2 separate regions of the Aphis gossypii genome follow, and region 1 is linked to region 2. A link is a contact called in public Hi-C data. All regions are on one chromosome and are shown on one strand. Each heading gives the region's core, a stretch centred on a gene start, on an enhancer-like site or on the middle of the called end of the contact. The rest is flanking DNA. Distances are from core to core; before and after follow the strand shown. Region 1 holds the start of LOC114119279 (protein spartin). Region 2 holds the start of LOC114125273 (transmembrane protein 120 homolog).

The links. Hi-C and Micro-C count contacts between places; a contact is called where the count stands out from the background.
Region 1: a contact with region 2 is called in a Hi-C map of whole body, with 4 times the contacts expected there. The contact joins the promoter of LOC114119279 here to the promoter of LOC114125273 in region 2. A contact is called at or near these places in 2 of 2 Hi-C or Micro-C datasets (both in whole body).

The regions. Positions count from the first base shown.
Region 1 is chr2:20,411,434-20,418,042 of ASM2018417v2, forward strand. LOC114119279 (protein spartin) reads left to right here and starts at 3,375. Exons shown (of 6, transcript XM_027980786.2): 1 at 3,375-3,856; 2 at 3,917-4,047; 3 at 4,113-4,441; 4 at 4,511-4,981; 5 at 5,044-5,296; 6 at 5,371-5,878. The coding sequence starts at 3,725. The coding sequence ends at 5,530. It overlaps LOC114119278 (pyruvate kinase), which reads right to left. Exons shown (of 3, transcript XM_050200782.1): 3 at 6,048-6,337. The coding sequence ends at 6,210.
Region 2 is chr2:20,249,381-20,255,957 of ASM2018417v2, forward strand. It overlaps LOC114125273 (transmembrane protein 120 homolog), which reads left to right and starts at 2,299. Exons shown (of 8, transcript XM_027988856.2): 1 at 2,299-2,446; 2 at 3,550-3,668; 3 at 3,737-3,904; 4 at 3,962-4,272; 5 at 4,330-4,553; 6 at 5,625-5,735; 7 at 5,800-5,867. The coding sequence starts at 2,375. The coding sequence ends at 5,859. LOC114125274 (coiled-coil-helix-coiled-coil-helix domain-containing protein 2) reads right to left here and starts at 1,804. Exons shown (of 5, transcript XM_027988859.2): 1 at 1,570-1,804; 2 at 1,380-1,495. The coding sequence starts at 1,420. LOC114125272 (obg-like ATPase 1) reads right to left here. Exons shown (of 10, transcript XM_027988855.2): 9 at 6,429-6,551; 10 at 6,190-6,354. The coding sequence ends at 6,244.

The DNA of each region.
Region 1 (6,609 bases), core at 2,125-4,624, 160 kb after region 2:
CTATCTATTCTCTTTTTCAATATTCGTCATCGCGATATATTGAGTCTTCGCGGTTCAATCGACGCGTCCAGACAATAACGGCAGCGCCATCTACCTCTGGCATTTCGCACTTTTCTCGACAAAAAATCACTTGTAATATATTATTATGATCCTGCAATTTTATTATTATTTTGAAATCTCATCTCGTCGGATCCAATTCATAGTGTGCTGTCCGCACATAACTCGAAAACCAACTCGTAGACGTCTTAGATCGTCCGTTCGTAGATATACCAAAAACACCAAATTGTGGAACACAGGAAAAATCAGTTATAGAGTGTTTGGAACAATAAGCGTTTTAGTAAAATAGCAAACAACTTTTACATAATATAATTGCCAAAACGATGTATAGTACCTATACCGTTTGTTATCAGTACCTCTACGAAAATTCGGTTACTGATACACACACTCTTAGCGTTTAAGCCCGACGCGATGATGGAGAGATTAACGATGGTTCTCGATCGCACAGAAGCTTTTGATCGATAAAACGTTTAAATATGACCGAAAATAGATGGGACGGTGTTGTCTTGTCTTAACAACCCGGCATCAATTGTGTTGGTTGACAGATTTTTTTACAATTCAGCCACAGCATCGTTGCGGATGGACGGTGCGTAGATAGAACATCCGCCCAAAGCCCCAGCATGAACTTTGGATGCCCCGCGCTACAGAGGGTTATAAATAAAAAAATTTAAAAATGACGATAATATGACTGTATGATAGAACCTTAAGTAAGAGAATAGTTTTTAAAATTTATTTGTGTTCAATCTACTACAATGTGGATTACTGCAACTGGCAAGTATCGTAATAACTATAATACAGACAAACTAAAGAGTTATAGCATTGAAATATCTATATAATCGCATAAGTCAAGGTTACGCGATAACATTACGCAATAATACGATTGATCGGTATCGAAGAGTTCCCTTATATGACTTATTCTTCAACCGAATTCTCGAGCTATTTATCGTACAGCATTATACCACGTCCGTCAATCACGACAAAATAAATAAACATGATCACGATTTAATGATACACAATATCGATGAAAAGAAGGTAGTATATAGTCTTACACTGCCAAATTTAATTGATTGTTGATATTATATACTATGATATTGTTAAATTATTATAAGTTGATCAAAAGACACGGAAGACGTCCATGCCCTCGTATGCGCTTGACTAAACGAAATTCAATTTTTTTTTTTTTTCATCAAACCTATTTATTTTGTCTGCATGAGTTAAATGTCCAATGCCTGCTCCAGCACACTCGAATCGCTACTGCTACTGCCACTGCCGAATACAATTTATGTACCTACTTTATTTGATAATTTTGTAAATACCACTCCGACTTGTGTGATTTACTACGATGTTTATTCTTTTGTCTTTGGATAGTACGATTAAGTCGATTAAGACCATCGACCACTATTTAGTGAATAAAATATATAACAAATCAGCATTTTTTTTCCTTCAAATAAATCCATTATTGTTCGACGGAAGTCGGAATACCCATCATTCGTTGTGAGTAATGATCGTGTAGCAATCGTGGCCCGAGACATATATATTGTGTGTGAAACTGATCAAAAGAAACCATTTAAAAATTAGTACAATGATAAATTAATAATATAATACGTTGATGTCGGAACGTGTAATAAGAATAAAACTTTTATTGTTGTTCGAGAAATAAATTGTTCATATGTAAAAAAATATGATTTTTCTGATATTTTTCCCTCATATTCCTAAGTTAAATTAGAAAATTTTACGAAAAACTTTTGTTTTTAAATATTCAAGACTTGAGTCATATTATAGGCAATAACTGTAGACAAATGATACTGGATAAAATCAAAAAGCGTTTGAGTTTATTTTATACGTTTTTGATCTCTCTGAAAAACGTGTACAGTTAACTAGACTACTTGTGCGACATTCAGTAATTACTATAGTTTTACGTATGGTTTATCAAATTAATTCTTTACTAGTTGATAATTGATATATTTTAAAATGTTATATTACGCCATTATGGTCTTATGAACGAATAATGTCCAAAAAATTAATACATATTTTATAACGGTACGTTTTGAATAGGCAACCAATAGTACAACGACTACAAACCACGTTATTCAACGGACGTCAAAGATTCGATTTTTTGGTACCAGGATCCCATGAGGTATCGTCGCCGGCCGCGGCGCGCGACGACGACCGATTCGAGCGTGACGTGGTCTGTACGTTCGGTTGCCAGTGATCGCGCAAATACGGCGTAGATAGTATTGTTATTAACCAGAAAATGTGTGCTTGTCAGATAAAAATTAAAAACTAATGATGATCGTACGTAGACAATGTTGAGAAATAGACACCGGACAAGAAGAGAAAAAATCCCACAACTTATATTTTATAAATAATTTAGGTGTATAGCCGTATAGGTATGTATGAATATTGAATATTTGATTATGTACCTATATTATGAATGTTTTTAGGACTTACATAATCATATTATTATGTGTGTATTTTCGTTCATGTTGTAACTTACCATTAAATCAATGTAACCATTTATTTTCCCTTTTATAAGTTGGAATTTACCAAGCCCTAATTTTAACTATCAATAAACCATGCCAATTTTTAATACCTATACGGCTAAACCTATTTTAATTTATAACCTATTTTCTTGTTGAAAATTAATAAATTCGTATTTGAGAACGGCCATGGGAGATGATAATTTAAATTAACATTATTAAATATTCATTGTGAAATTAATGCAAAACGAGAAGACGCAATAGATTTGTTTACGATACATTCTGTGTGTTTATAATATCATTATTATACTGTTTACCTGATACTTGTAGGTTTTAGATGAATACAATTTTTTTTTATGTACAATGTACAAATATTTTTAATTTTATACTAAACATCTTACAATGAGTTACAACTATCTATACAATTTTAATCATTTTAGTTAGTATTATGTACTTACACTTATCGTTAATAACCAATTTATTGATTTATAATATTGTTTTAAAAAATATTGCCACCATCCCCCATAAACAAAATTCTAGTTTCATCACTATATAAAAATTTAAAATAGATTTCTCTGATAGTCTGATTAATATTACTAATTACACATAACATAATATGGTTCTATGAAGTTATTACACTGTAAAATGTATGACCGTGAATATAAAATTGAACGTACATAATAATTAATAATTAGCAGTTTTAACGATGAAACGTTTTTGTATTTTGGTACTATACGAAAGTGTCAAAGTGCAAAAATGACGTCGTGGATGACGAGTCATGCAACAAAAATAATAACAACACAAAACATTGATTTTATTATTAATAGTAACTCACAAGTTGTGAGTCACAACTATGAGCGTCCACCGTTCAATGTTTTACGAGTGTTCAGACGCTAGTCGCGTTATCACTTATCACTGATTGGAGCGAACATTTAAAAATTTCGATTTTCAGCGTTTTTCGTCCGAGCGAGGTCAAAGAACGCTGACTGAATCATAAAGAAACATTTCACAATATTTATTTGATCTGCTGAAATAACTCTACTTTCATTTCTCATCGTCAGTCGGAAAACACAGTCGTCTTGAATATTATTTACCGCAAATTTACATTATTCATTTTTAGTCGCATTCGACGTCGATTTTTTTGAATTTTGTTTTGTGCTTCGTTTTACAGTTAAATTCTTGTAGATATGGCGATGGCCAGTCAAACTATTCAGAGCGATACTGCCGACTTGTACAGTCGTGTGAAATCTTCAACAGACAAGTTTTTTGCTACTCTGCGCGAAGCCAAAAGTTTTGAGACCCAAGGCAAAACAAATCTGGTGAGTCCGTCATTATTTTAATATTATTGAACTATACTTACTGTTATCGTACATTCGTAGGCTTTGTTGGAGTATGAACAGTGTCTCAATATTATTGATGATGTCTTCTCAGTTCCACTGACACGTCCGACCGACCTAAGTCTTGAGTGGACGGAGGTTGAAAACATACTACAGTATTTAAAAACGGAAAAGTAAGTGTTCACTATTATTTTAATTTATATTATACTATAATTTTATAACATCATGTTTGTTTCAGAAAAGAAATTTTAGACCGTATTCTTCAGTTGCAAAGGGATAGTGGTTCGAATATGGCAGTAGATTGTAGACCTGTTCAAAGTCCGCCATCGTATCAGGAAGCTACACGTTCTGACGAAGAACAATCATGTGCTTCTGAAACATTAGAACCTCCAGTTTCATACAACCAGTTATCAGCAATGCTTAATGATTTACGTATCGACATCGAACGGAGTTCAATGGCAACCCTATTAGTTAGCTGTGATAACTCACAAGTATTTTTCATTGCTGATGATGGTCAAGTAACATCGCCATCAGAGAAATCAAATGTTAAAATCTTTATGCTCGAAGGTAACTACATAATTAAATGTTAATTAAATTTATAAAAATTATAATTACTTGAGAATACTTTTTGTTCAGGTACAAATTCAGAGAGCCCACAACGGTATTTCCTCTGTATTGAAGATATTTATTATCCCCTTGTTGCCAATAGTTCGCCGTGTCTTCGAACTGAGTATGGGGCATTTGTGTTTCCTGATATTGAAAACAGAAACTCAGCTATTGGTGTATTAGTTCCTCCGGAACATTTGGAACTTTTCACAGATGTATTAGAAAGTGTACTTAAAAAATCATTGAGAAAACAGTCTGGAGAGGCCAGAGAAAAAGGTCACAAAATTTCAGCTCACATTGTTAAAGGAGCTACATTTTTATCAAATGGATTAGTGAAGGGTGCTGAAAAAACATCAAATTTTATGAACAACTCTACTCCTGGTTTATTAAACTATATTAACCCTTCTCAAAATGATACACATGTTTGCACTTCCATGAAAAAAGGAGTTAAAGTTGCTAAAAACGTGACGTCTACTGCTGCTGATGTAACGTGCTTTGTTGGTAAGATATAAAATAAAATCAAGTTATTCAATTTAAATCAATATAAACATGTTTTTATTCAGCTGGAAAAATAGGTACAGCATCATGTGCTGTTGGAAAATTCCTTGCTCCACATGTTCATAAGGGCGGAACTAAGATCTTGACAGGTGTTACTAATATGGACAAAAATGAAGCTTCTGAAAAAATGACAAATGTATTTGATATAGCAGCAGGTGCCATTGAAGGTTTTAGCATAGTTTATGATGGACTTGAAAAATCTGGGATGATTCTGGGTAGCAGTATTTCAAACAATACAGTACTTATAGTTCATCATAAGTAAGCTAAATGTTAATTTATTATATATTATTATAAGTGTTAGAAATGTTATAATTTGAAAAAATATTTGATAGATTCGGCAATCATGTTAGTGAAGTGACTCAAGACACATTTGAAACAGTTGGCCATGGATTACGATTCACTAGAAGCGTGAAAGAGTTTGGTCCAAAAAATATCATCAAATCTACTGTTAAAGAAACTGGTCGTGCCATGATGGTACCAGATAATGATTAAAATATTTTCCGTGACTTTCGCCTAACTTATAAGTATGAAGCCTTGTTGTGATAAGCATTTTTATAGCAAATATAGTTTACTTCTTACAAAAAGAATAGATAATTTTAATAGGTATATTATTATAATTGTTATTTTTAATGTTATATCTTAAACAACAAAGTTTGGGTTAAACTTGGTTATATATTGCATTTTAATCAAATTAGCATATTATACACTATGAATTAAATTATTAATACTTTATAGTTTATAAACAATGTTATACTGGATTTATATTGTTAAAGATATTATTGTTGGTTATTGGTGTATTATATTTTTATAAAATAAATTTGTATTTATTTTTCCTTCAAATCATTTTTTTTTTTTTTTTTTGAGTAACAATAGTTAAACCAAGGAATAAATGTTTTATATTATAATTAATAAATACATACTATTACTTTTATAATATGGAAGACCAAATTTCAAATTATCTTGTAACTTAAAAGTTACAAAGAATTTATGATAATCATATTACAAGTAATTTTTTTTTTTTGATAATTTTTATTATTTTATATACATTACTTATCAATGTTATCATATTATATTTAATAGTTAAATTAAATAACTAAATAATTTAGAAAGTAACAAAATTTATTTCAGTTTCATCTAAAACATACTACCGATATTTAAATTTGAAAATATTTTAATGTGTTGAACCTTTGTCTTCTTTTAAAAGAAAATAAATATTAACATCTCCTTTAGGTGTCTTCACTATTTCTTTATATGAAATCAAAAAAACAGCAGATAAACCATACATAAGCAATGGTATACCTGAAAAAATTACATTATTTAATAACAAAGTGTCTAAAAAACCAACAAATTGATAACATTATAGCTACATAAGCCAATACTATACATTATTTTTCAAATAATAAATTTCTAGAATACACCTGTGTTGCTCATTACTAGTCAACATTTTGAATATATCAGTTGAGTATAATGTATATGTATATATAAATGCATGGCTAGTTGCTGGAAAAACTAAAAATCATGACTCATCTTTAGATAGTTAAATTTATTAAATAAGTAAATTAAAAAATATA
Region 2 (6,577 bases), core at 1,049-3,548:
ATTATTGATCCGAGTGTTAAGTACTCAATTAAACATTAACTCAAAACCCTTCTTAAAACTTAAAATTTTCATGTAAAACAGAAACATATTTATTGAGTATAATAATAAATGATAAATCAGTTTTAAATAAATTTAAATGAAAACATAAGACCTATGTATATGAATGACCTCATTTGAGTTGCACAATGCTGTGCAAATTCTTATAATATATATATGTTGACCATAAGAAAATAAAGGAAATACAATATTGCCAACTTTTTTTGGGACATAAACAAGAATCTAAAACAATAGTTTTCATGAACTTTTCAACTAATAATTAGCATCATTTACAATTAGGTACTAATAAACAAAATATGAATAGAAACGAACAAGTTTTAATTGTAACTAATTGGTTACAAATTTAAAATTACAATTAATACAAGAAGTATTATTTGATTAATTAATTTGATAATTGATACATGTATTATATAAAAATTAAAAAGGTATAATTATGTGCCCACGCATTAACACAGACAATGAATTAAGTTTTCATGGTAATCAAATTAATCATTTTATGAGTTTTTAACAAACTTAAATGAAAATCATAACTGTTTCTATAAATTATTAACGTAATTACATTACCTATTTAATAATTTTATACATCTATTTACCTTTAACATTTTTATTATAAAAAATAAAAATTATTTTAGGGTCTTTTATCTATATATAATATATATAGATATAGATACCTATTATATTAGTTATTTAATATAATCATAATTTTAGAAACATAGATAAGAATTTAAGACGATACCAATCACTCTTTGCTTTTTCTCTAAATAGACGTTGATGGACAATGCGATATATTATACTGCAGTTTCATAGAAATTCAACTATAATAGTTATCAAGTTTTGCATTTAAATTCCATGTTAATATACCAATTAATTATTTTCCATAATTTTTTAAGTTATAAATAACTGTTAATATAGGTACATCATTATTGATTAGGTTTGAATAATATACATTTAATAAAATTTAATGTGTCATTTTGCATTTTTATCATTGAATAATTTACATATTTTAGTATTTGTTTTGTTGATTTGATAATTTTATAGGTAAATAGTTACATTCCAAGGGCACTTGATATATTAATTAAAAAAAAAAAAAAATTAATTTAAAGTCATGTGTTCTATAGACTAGTTTTAAAGTACCACGTTTATCAAAAGGTTGAATTTGAAACAAATCAAACCACTAAAGCATTTAACGGAACCGTTTTATAAATCAATCATCGATATCACGTATCTACACTAGGTACATACATATTAGTTATTACTATAATATTTTGCATAACCTTGCCGGCGGGGAGTCCGATAAAAAGAATCGTATGCGCAGGACTTACCTTCTGGGTGCAGGCGACGGAGAACGTCCACGTCTGGCCATTTTGTAGTTAGGTTTACACAAAAATTAAATAAATTTCACAAATAAAATACGACTTCACGGCTTGATTGAAGGAATCTGTAGACAATAAATATTAGCGTTATGGCGTGAAAAGGTGCAATACTGCAGTAATATAGTACATTAGTACTCACTCGAATCACTTGCTGTCTCTCTCAGAAGTTTTCAATTTTGGTTATGTAAAAGCGTAGACCGTACCGCTGTTGAGTTACAATGTGTGGACTATAATAAAAAGTTAATTATTGATATTGGTGGGGGAAAACAGCTGTGAAGTCGTAGTGAGATTGCGAAACCTTTTTTTTTCTAGAAGGTTCTCCAACACTATGTTGTCATCGTTTTTGGTGGGGATAGGCGGGTATCTACGGCGAACAGTGGTAGCGAGTGACGTTCGAAACGTCTTTGACTACGGCATAACGGTTTGTAAAAGGCGCGCTCGTTCGTTATCAACTTACGTCTCTTATCAGTTATCAGTCACCGACGACGACTTTCGCGGATCAAGATTATAGCACCGAGCTTTTTAAAGTTTTCCGCTCTCTCGACTACACGTCCACCGCTACATTTCCACCGCTTTCATCGTCGAGTTGCTGTTTTCCCTGAGGTCGGCAGTCAGTCGTTTTTGGTCCGACGAAAACTCGTCGCATCATCAATATACCTAGCTCGGAACAGGTCCAGTTGCCAGCCATCCGTCGAGCACGTGCGCCGTCTACTCGAGATAAACCTACGGCCGAAACCAAACGATGACGCGGTCGGTCTGCTGAAAAAATGCCGCCTCTGCGCGATCGCACCAATAACGAGCGCCGTCCTCCTCAATCGGGCCGCGAACTCCGCCGCCGCTGTTGAGTGTAGCAACAGACGCATTTTAACCTTGGACTGTTGTTGCGCCGTAATCTTTGACCCGCCCCGAGACGTGACGACGGCTAGACCACAATACGCACTGCGATGGAGTGCGCCAACCTAGACGAGTGCGTCGAAAACTGGGAGTCGATAGCTGGTGAATACAAGACTCTCGAGGTATGTCGTGATATTATACTTTTGTTTTCGCTTTGCACTTTGACGACGATCATGATCACCTATTTAAAATCGTGTGTGCCACAATACTATTACCATTCCTACCTATCCTTTTACGTTTTTCCATAGTTGCCAGGTTTTTATTTCACCCCCAAGCTCAAACATTAAAATTGTAGTTTGACTTTGAATTATGTTAATCAACAGTCTCCTAGACTTTTTAATACCTTTTCCTATAATGTACCTATTATGGATAGGTTTAAATAAAAATTTTCCAGATTAAATCATATTTAAATTGTTGACTCAATTGTTATTGTAATTAATAGGTATATATTATACTCGATATTATATTATAGCTGAATTGCATGAAAATAAGATTTATGATTTAATGACCTATTGAAATTAAATAAACTGACTATGAGTCATACTTTGATGTTTTTTGGAACTGTTAAATATTTATAGATGATTCCTAATTTAACTAAATACACTTATATATTCTAGATCAAGTGATTAAATCCGATAATGTATCAAAAATAATGTTGAAAACTATATTGCTTTTATTATTATTTATTATATATATTCACGACCTTTAGATTAATCATATCATTTCATAATAATTTCTATTTAATCAATTTTTTTTTATTTTTTTAAGTACATTTTGTTTAATTTCATTTTATTAGTTTTAGGCTAGGATTACACTATGCATTTTGTCGGTTGCCGACCAACCGGAGCCGAACCGCAACACATTAAAATAAAATAGGTTTAAATATAAAACACATTATCAGGGCCAGACTTGACTGAATTGCGGAATTGTATAAAACTGTCGGTACACAACCATAACATGTTGTGGTCGCACCGACAAAACGCATTGTGTGATCCTAGCCTTAATGTATAACCATCAATTGTCAATTTTACAATGATATATGATTTTAAAACTTTAGATCCTTCTAAATTGTAATGTATTATAATGTATTTGATCATCATTATTTATAAAAAAATAATGATTTTAGTATAGGTTGCTTGTTATGAATATTAATTAGTAAATAAAAACCTGTGTACCTATTAATACTGTAAAATATTATATAATAATTATATATTTTTATTTTTAGAATGCCAATAAAGAATATTTAGCCAAGGTAGAGGAGGTTAGTGATCTTCAAGGTCAGTGTATGAAACAAGTCAGTCACCAAAAATATCGATTAAATTTTATTGCCAAATCTCTTAAAAAGTAATTGTAATTAAATCTTGCCATTTTGAAAATTTTAGTCTAATTTATTCAGGGTTATCTTTGTTTAGTTTTGAAAAAGATGAACGTCAAGACATTGTACAACGACTTTGGAAAGATATTAACCACCGCCGCCAACAACTGTCAGATATTGAACAATCACTCCCAAAGCCCAATGGATCATACTTGAAAATTATTTTGGGCAATGTAAATGTATCAATTTTGAATAAAGAAGACAAGTGCGAATAATTCATTAGAAAATATCAATCATAATTTGATAATAAAATTTATTACAGGTTTCGTTATAAAGATGAATATGAAAAATTCAAACTGGTTCTTAGCATTATTGGTTTCTTTTTATCTTTATTGAATTTGGTGACCAAAAGACGTGCACTCGAACTAACTTTTTTGTTTCTTTTGGTTTGGTATTATTGTACACTGACAATACGCGAAAGCATATTGAAAGTAAATGGGTCAAAAATCAAAGGATGGTGGCGACTTCATCATTTTATATCTACTGTGGCTTCAGCCGTACTACTTGTTTGGCCAAATTCCGAAACGTGGTACATATTTAGGCCACAATTCATGCTTTTTAATGTACTTATTAGTAAGTTATATATTTTAATTTAATTTTTAATAATTTCTAATTTTAATGTATTTCCAGGTGTAGTTCAATCATTCCAATTTATATACCAACAAGGGGTTCTATATAGACTAAAAGCATTAGGTGAACGTCACAATATGGATATTACCATTGAAGGTTTCCATTCTTGGATGTGGCGTGGTCTTAGCTTTCTACTACCATTCCTATATTTAGGATACATTTTTCAACTGTACAACGCATATACATTATATAAGTTGTGTTATCATCCAGATGCCACTTGGCAGGTCAGTAAATATAACTAAATAACATTTTATATTCATCTTATAATGTCTCGTTAAATTCTTAATGTTAATTTATTCATTATGTCCACCTAAATTATATAAAACTAAAACATTATTCCTTTAATCAATACATTTTAAACACCAAATTAAAAATAAATACATTTTAGCTTATGTACTGCAAATGCTAAGTATTTCATAATATTGATATTTATTTTTTGACCATACATAATAGTGATAATTAAACAGTTAACATAAGATTAATTTTTCTTTAAATATTTGTTTAGATGTTAATACAAGTATAGGTTATATTAGTTATTTACTGTTTTTACTTTAGTATTATTATATTAACAAATTTTACATTTATTGCGCTTTTTAATTATCAGTTATGATCATTGTTTAAAGTTAATTATTTGTTTGTCTTAGATCAAAAAAAAAAAAAAACAAACAAACAAACAATTTTTGTTTTTTATATCTTTTGTAGTATATAATATGTAACCTAGCATATTTACTGTTTTAAGTACAATTTTAAAATTTTAACTCCTTGTATTTTTTGTTTAAAAATTAGAATAAATCACATTCTGTTGATTCTTTTATATAAACTTGCACTCTTGCTTACCAATTATGTCTAAAATAGAATTGTAATTATTGAAAACTTATTAAATATCTAGTCCAGTGAGCATCTACTTTTTAATTCTAAAAATATGTGTATATATATTATATATATATATATATTATATGAATTTTAAAATAAAATATGGACATAAAAGTTATAGATATTCATAAAAAATATTTTGTTTTGCATTCTTCTTAATAGTTGGTGCTAAATTGCATATCTTGATAATGTATATCAGTTTTACATGTAGCGTTTTAGTGATATAACTTCAGAGTCAACATTATGACTTTTATTTGTTTAAAATATAAAATAAAGATACCTAGTAGTTAGAACAATAAGTTCAGCTTTTGATTTACATATTGTTTTAATCCTATTAATGTTTTATGATAAAGACAATTTATTGTCTACTTACTAAAATATCAAACATAACCTAATAAATAATCATGTTATTTACATTTTAGGTTCCTGTTTTGTCAGGATGTTTTTTTATATTGTTCTTGGGAAACGCGGTTACTACTTCAATGGTCATTCCAGAAAAACTAAAAGAAGTAAAAATAAGACGAATTATTAAGGTATTATTATATTATTTTAGACTAATATAGTTCATGTATGATAAAATTTAACTATTATTTATAGACGTATACTAGAAAAATGTCTGGCAATCGACTTGGAGCTGACCCCAAAAAAAGTGACTGAAAAATTAAGTAAGAATAATAATTTAAATTAATGTTTTCTTAGTCCTTTTTTTTCTAATAGTCATGTTATTAAAATTATTATTATTAATAAATAAATTATTTTTAGGAATACATGGTGTTACATTTAGAATTTTTTTTATTTAATACACCATCACACGTTATTATGTTATGTATTTGTTTTAATATACCAATTTAATTTTATATTTAAAGCATTATTAAAGATCTATTTACCAAGTACATTTTTATTCATTACATTATAATAGAAGATATTTTTTGATGCAAACGAAAACATATTTAGTTTTAAGTATAATAACAAGAACAAGTTATCTCATTATCAGAAAATTATATTGTTTATTGATTTAAATGTTAGAAAAAACTTAACATTTTATTTCTTTTTGGCATCTTTCAAACCGGCTCCAGCATTAAATTTGAAGAATATAATATCTCCATCTTCAACAACGTAATTTCGACCTTGTTGTCTGTATTTTCCTGCAGCCTGAAATTTTTAATATAATATTGTACTTAAATGTTAGAACCTATATTTAGGTATAAATATATTTTATTAATTACTTTGCAAGCAGCTTCAGAACCTTCATTCTTGAAATCTTCAAATTTCATTACTTCAGCCATAATGAATCCTTTTTCAAAATCCGTATGAATTCTTCCTGCTGCCTGAGGTGCTTTAAAACCTTTCTATAGTTTTAAATTATATATATTAT